2 separate regions of the Pan troglodytes genome follow, and region 2 is linked to region 1. The links are chromatin contacts, called in public Hi-C maps. All regions are on one chromosome and are shown on one strand. The core of a region is the stretch at or near the end of the contact, and the rest is flanking DNA. Distances in the headings are between cores, read along the strand shown. Region 1 overlaps NCOA7 (nuclear receptor coactivator 7). Region 2 holds the start of HINT3 (histidine triad nucleotide binding protein 3).

The links. A called contact is a pair of places that touch in the nucleus more often than the background predicts.
Region 2: a contact with region 1 is called in a Hi-C map of induced pluripotent stem cells, with 1.8 times the contacts expected there. The contact joins the promoter of HINT3 here to the enhancer-like site in region 1. A contact is called at or near these places in 4 of 7 Hi-C or Micro-C datasets (induced pluripotent stem cells, a lymphoblastoid cell line and stem cell-derived neural progenitor cells) and 1 of 1 datasets of contacts at active chromatin or transcription factors (stem cell-derived excitatory neurons).

Annotation. Positions count from the first base shown.
Region 1 is chr5:137,744,473-137,747,885 of NHGRI_mPanTro3-v2.0_pri, forward strand. The region is part of intron 3 of NCOA7 (nuclear receptor coactivator 7); the gene reads left to right. Among named protein-coding and RNA genes, the nearest start is that of HINT3, 89 kb to the right of the region's middle. Within about 2 kb of position 1,514, at least 7 of the 24 cell types and tissues checked have an H3K27ac peak or open chromatin away from gene starts, as enhancers often do. A contact at or near this core is called in induced pluripotent stem cells, where this site is marked.
Region 2 is chr5:137,832,976-137,836,388 of NHGRI_mPanTro3-v2.0_pri, forward strand. It overlaps HINT3 (histidine triad nucleotide binding protein 3), which reads left to right and starts at 1,878. Exons shown (of 5, transcript XM_001165850.4): 1 at 1,878-2,369. The coding sequence starts at 2,169.

The DNA.
Region 1 (3,413 bases), core at 264-2,763:
TTTGCTATTCAGTCTTAAATCTCTCTGCATTGATTTGAGAGTGGTCCAAATTTTTCTCCAAATCTTAGCCATTATTCACCTAGCTTCATTTAATTATAATCCTTAAAGTCCCTTGAACCCTTACTGTGCACATTGCAAAGTGCTTTTTCTGAATCACCTTATCAAATTCTTACGGTAACTCTTTGGGAATCCAGTAGTGTCTCCATTTTGTGCACTGGGAGACTGTCTTTAAGTTACTTCCCCAAGGTTACCTAGTGAGCAGATGGTAGACCAGGACTCTCATTCACAGTCCATCTGATGCCAAAACCTTCCTTCCAGCATTAAGTTACATGATATTTATGGGGAAATCCAGCCTCTTCTCATCTATAATGGTGCTTTTATTTTCACCAAATTTCTGTTTTTTGGTGATGTCACTGCAATGTTTTAATTGCTGTGGCTTTATAATCATGTGTTTCAACATCATTAGAGTGTGCTTACCCTCACTTCTCTTTGAAAAATAATTTTGGATAGTCTTATGTATTTGTGCTTCTAGATAAGCATGGTTTTCAATTTGGAAACTGTTCCTTTGCCATAAAAAATTATTTTTTATTTAAATTGCATTTAAACATGAATTTGAAAAAAGTGAAATATTTATTTAAAGATGAGATTTCCTACTTAGGAGTATTATATCCATTTAGACACTTCAGTTAAGCATTTTAATTTTCTTTATGTATATCTTGTCATTGTCTTGTTATATTTATTCCTAGATGTTATATAGTTTGATACCACTCTACCTGGGACTTTTCCAATTACGCTTCTGTTACAAAAATAAAAAATTATTATATCTGGCCACCTTAGTGAACAACTTTATGAATTTTTGACATTTTCATGATAATATTGGTTCTTTACACAGACAATTATGTTATCTGCTAATGACCACATTTTCATTTCTTCTCAGTATTTAAAACTTTTCATCTGTTGCTTTGACTAGATTTCAGAACAAAGTTGGGTATAAACCATAAATTGATATTGGTAATGTTTTACTTTAAAAAAAGTAACTTCTTTTCCTTTTGGTTTCTGATATAAGAGCTCATCTCAGTTTATACAGGTGTACTTTAGGAGAGGTTAGAATAGTGCTTAATTTCTCAAGAGACGTTGAGCATGTGGGTACCTGTAGTGCATTCGAGCACAGAGATTGCCTTGTGGTGCTGTGCAAGGTAGCCTCTGATGAATGGCAGGGATTCCCTCTTTATCCTGGAGTTTCCATTATGTTTGTAGTGTTGCTGCTTTTATCTCCACTACAAGGCTTTTTTCTTTATGACCTGAAATACTTGTGGTTTAGCCTCACATTAGGTTCGCCTCTATGTTGTAATTTAGTGCATACCACTAAATTGGTGGATAACGTGCCCAGAAACCTTAAACACTGTGCTAGAATTGCTGTTAGGCAATTTAGGCCTTTCCTAGCACAACTGGAACCAAAGAAAGGGGGTGGAGCTCATGCAGTGCCTGGGGGTATTTTTCCCTCTGCTCATCTGGAATCTTCCTTCCAGAAAGCTGGGGGTGGAGCCTCACCACTGCTGTGTTTCGGTAATAAGCCCGCTTCTATAGACCTGGAAGTGACATCGTGAAGTCATTCAGTTTTCATTCCTATGAAGAAATTCCTTTTCGTATATACTCTTTAGCGTTGCATTGCTTTTTCAGAAGCATATTTCTAGTGAATATCAAGAATAAATATTCATCATTAAAGAAGTTCACTCTATTCTTAGTTTTCTAACAGTTGGAATTTTTTTGTTCTTTTTAAAAATACAATAATGGCTGTTTAATTCGTCAAATGCTTTTTTAGCATGTATCAAAATGATCAGATTCTTTTTCTCCGTTAAACAATTTATAAAGCTTTATCATATTAATACTATATCCCTGCTGTATTTCTGGATGAAACCTTTTTGCTCATGGTTTATAATTGTTTTAACATACTACTCTATTCACATTGCTGTTTACTTGTGTTGACTACATTATTATAAATAACAATAGCATTTGTTAAGCATGTGCTCTGTGCCAGGCTCTGAGATGAACACTGTATGAATCAGCTTAATTTTCTCAGCATTTCATTTTACAGATAAACCGTTGCACAAAGATTTAGCTAACTTGATTAATATCACACGGCTATGAAAATGTGTCAGGGTTGCTAGTTAAACCCAGCTCATTTTGACCCCTAAACCAACCTGTGATCAGAAAGGTGTTTGATGACATAAGTGAGATGGTACATGACTTGATTTTATAATTAATACCATCAAACTGCTTCAGCAATCATAGTTGAATGGATCTGTTTCCATTATAGGGACATGCCTGTCATTGGAAACAGATTCTCCTGTTCATAAATCAGGGTACCCCTTTCTTTGAAAAATCTAGAGAGACACAGACAATTTTTGCCTCTTTGAATTCCCCTCATTTGGATGTCATAGAAACCATCCTCCCTCTTCAATAGAGTTACTGATGGTCCTGTGCTGTCAGCCTCCTGAACCCCATTCAGATGCTCTTATGATAGAAATAGATGGAGGAGAGAGCTGGTCGTTCATGGGTGAGTAAAGAAAGAAGGGGCACATAGTAAGTTTAAGCCCCATGCAGAACTGGTCCTGATATAATTTAAAAACCTGATAATTTTCCAAACTTCTGTCTGTGCTTGTTCAGATACTTGTTAATAACAGAAAAAAAGGCTACGTACTATCTTTTCTTCCCTTCCTATATCTAAGTAGAAATTATGGAATCAAGATCCAGAGAATTCACAGATGTCTGTACGGATTCTGTTTTCAAGCACAATAATGAATCATGTCCACTGTCCTGAGTTCACCCAGTCCCCAGGGGCCTGTGACAGGAGCCAGATGCTCCGGTTTGAAGGACATTATGTATTGACTTGTTCTTGCTGGTTTTTCTCAGAACCAGCATATCTGGCCAGTTCGTTTCTTGACACCCTCCCCAGTCTTCCCCCCACCAGCATACTCAATGTCCACATCTCACATCACTACTTTGGTACTCAAAAATCTCTTATTTGAATCTCAATTTCTTTTTTTGTCTTTTCCCACAGATCTGTTCTCCAATTGTGACAGGCAGACTAATGACCCCCTAAAGATGTCCATGTCCTATTTCCCCAAACCTGTTAGGTTACATAGCAAAGGTGAACCAAGGCTGTAGATGAAATTGAGGTTGCTAATCAGCTGACCTTAAGGAGATTTTCCAGGGCTATCAACGTGGCCCAGTGCAATCACAAGGGACCTTAAAAGTGAAAGAGTGAGGCAGGAGAGAGCACGTGAGACTACTCAGGCAGCGTTGCTGGCTCTGCGGGTGAAAGCAGGGCCTTGGCTGAAGCTTCCTGCAGATGCAGAACTGGCTAGATATGCTGGTTCGGAGAAAAACCAGGGCTCAAGGCCCTGCTTCCA
Region 2 (3,413 bases), core at 628-3,127, 89 kb after region 1:
ATTTATTATTTAGGTGCACCGGCACAGTCAGATTAACATCCGCTGAGCCCCGAACAAAGGGTCAGGTTACCTTTTAAGCATTTCGTGGGCAGGGGGCAGTTGGGGGGAGATCTGTGCAGGGGGAAGCATATTACAGAAGTGAGAAAAATGACAGTTATTTAATTGAGATATGCATTACATAATTTCTTACTTTTCAAGGAAAAACATATTTTATGACTTGAGTTTATCTGTCTAGTGACTTTGCAGCTGCACAGCTAGAGAAACAGGATCTTCACAACGCCTGGGAAAGGGAGAGATAAGGCTCACTAGCCACAGACAGAAAAACAGGCAGTTAATTTTTAAAGGACTCTACCTCTTTCTCCTCCTCAGGGGGAACTGGGTTTTCTTACATACAACTGAGTTTTTGCTTACACATTCTTTAATTCCTGTTCCAACTGTACTAGGCATTATGGAAGATTCACACACCCTATCTTGTTGCCAAGAAACATAATTTCTAGCAGGATAAATAAGTACATAAATAGCTATAAGATACAAAGAGACAAATCCTACAAGAGAAATATTGAAAACCTGTTATATGAATTTGCAAGAGGATGTGCTTATGTCAGTTTGGCTAAAGAAAATTTCATGAAGGAGGTAGCATTGGAGGGGTGGCTTGGAAGGTAGAATTTGGAGTGAAGAGATGGAAACAAGAATATTTGAGAGAGAACTGTGTGAATAAAAGCAGTGATGTGAAGGTGTAGTACAGGCATGGAAATTGTGAATACTAAAATTTGGCAAAACTCTAATGTATTGATTCTGAACTCTGCTTTGGGGTGCTGAAAGGCAGTGAAGCTATTGTAGTGGTTCCCCAAACTACTGGCCAACTACAAAAAGGAATGAAAAATGTCTTGAATGTATATGTACAACAATTCAAAACACATACAACCACTTTTTATTACAACATAAATCCATTAAAAATCATTACTGAATTCCCAATTTGTTATGTATTTTCTAAATCAGCAAATACCAAGGGTATAACTACTATAGTGAGCTAGTCCAACAAATTTTTTGGTGTTAAAAAAGGAGTGCTGTATGTCAAAAAGGTTGGTGGGTTTTGGAGTTAGACAAACCTTGATCTTAAACTCTGTCACTATTAATTAGTTGTGTGGGACTGGGCAACTCTGAGTTTGGTCCTTCATCTCTAGAGCGGTGGTTATAAAACCAACCTTGCGTTTTTTGACAATTAGAGAAATATATGGCATGTTTTAGATGCTCAGCAAGTGCGAAGTATCACAAAACGAAAAGCTGAGGTCAAATCAGAGTCCACCTTGAACACCAAGCTAAGGAACTGGTACTTTTTCTTTGAGCACATAGTTACAGAAGGTTTTGTCTGAGTGACAGGAAAATCAATAAATAAGTTAGAAGGTGATTGCATTGGTCTAGGTGAGGCATTATGAGGCACTGGCACTGAATTTCTGGGATATTTCAGACTATTAACTATAGGACTCCACATCTACTTGTATATGAGGAATGTGAGATTAAAAAAAAAAGGTCGCTATTTTGATCTAACTGTGCTGTTAACAACAATAAAAAGTCAACAGAGATGTAAAGGTCAGTTTTGGACATTTTGAGTTTAAACTACAATTATCGTGGCTGAAAAAGCAGCAAACATGATGTCTGTTGAAAACAAGGCTTTAGGAATTTTGCTCATTCTTTAAAAACCTACGAATTTTAAAAATCAAACTTTAAAAAACTTAAAAAAAAAAAAACGGCAGCGTAATACAATATTTGGACACGCTATACTATGGGCTTTGAAGAACGCCTGTCCAGAACACCCAACAAGCTCCATTATGTCAAACGCTCCCGCGCCTCTGTGATGTCACCACGACGCGCTGGGCGCTCTGCGCCTTGGCAGACGTCGTGCGTCATTACCAACGAGGCGCAGGGGTCAGGACGACTCTCGGCAGCGCCATTGCGCGCCCTCTAGTGGCAGCCGGTTTTCAGGCCGGCCTCCGGCTTTGAAGTTCCTCACCGCGTCTCCTTCCGTCTCCCCCAAGCCTGGATCACCGCCCAGCGTCAGGCGAGGGGCGACGTCTCGAGGTAAAACGGAGGAGGTGCGGGACGCGGAGACTGCGCGGGCCCGGTAGCGCTGGAGAGGCCGAGGCTCTAGGCCGCGAGGGGCGGGTGCAATGGCGGAGGAACAGGTGAACCGCAGCGCCGGCCTGGCCCCCGACTGTGAGGCCTCGGCGACTGCAGAAACTACGGTTTCCTCAGTGGGGACCTGTGAAGCCGCTGCCAAGTCACCAGAGCCCAAGGACTACGACAGCACCTGCGTGTTCTGCCGGATCGCGGGGCGGCAGGACCCGGGCACCGAACTCCTGCACTGCGAGGTGGGCGGCGACGCGCGGCCGGGGGTGGGTGAGGACCTGGCCGCCCCTCGGAGCTCCGGCAGGGAGGCCTCGCCGTTGTGGAGCGGGTGCAGAGGATCCCGATCGCTACTCAGCTCGCAGAGGCAGGGCCGCTCTGTGTGGATGGGGCTCGGGGAAGCTGGGGATACGCCCACTACGGGCCTTTCTGCGGGGTCCGGGTGCTGATGACAGACTCACTCCTAGGGGACGGACAGGCAGTGGCTCCAGCGGTATCTTTGCTGTTCCAAGGGGCAAAGAGTGAATGACAGGGCCGAATGCTTTGGCCTATGTTTGCAGGTACCCAGGTACTTGGTACAAATAACATTTTGTGGCCTCTGCTTTTATTACAAGGATTCTTCTCCACCTTCAAGATACTGATTTTAAATCCTGCACACTCTAATACCGATACTGATGAGAAAACTAGTAGAAAATAGGTAATGATAATTGTGGAAAGCTGTTCGTTAGATTGGCAGAAAATAGGCTGGAGGGAGTGGGTCTGAGGTCAAACTATTATTGAATTGCCTCTGAATTCCACTGTCAGTTGGGATGCGTGGACATTTTCAGAGCATGAAGACTTTGCCCAGATATTTTTAAGCGGATAATCTGGCACACACTTTATTCTGTTGGTTTTACTTGTCCATATAGAAACAACTTTTTGAGAGAATTAGCTCCAAAGATTGTGTCTTTTGTAGTAAACATTCCTTTATTTTTAAAAAAATAAATAGAATTCCTTCTAAGCACCTTGTTTTGGAGGTTTTTGAGCAAGATAAGGGACAGTCTGTGTCCCGATTTTACAATCTAAAGGGCGGAATGTATACAGAGGAGGTAGCCAGTTACAATGTCTCGTGCTGTGGTCAGGTGATTTTACAGTATTTTGTAAGCTTGTGGGAGGAGCATCTAACCCAGCTCTGAAGAATTAGGGAAGGCTTTCCAGAGGAAATGAGGCATGAAGAAATAAGTAGGAGTTGATCAGATGAGGAAATGGAGAGAATAATGTCCCAGGTGGAGAGACCCCCCGAGAGGTTC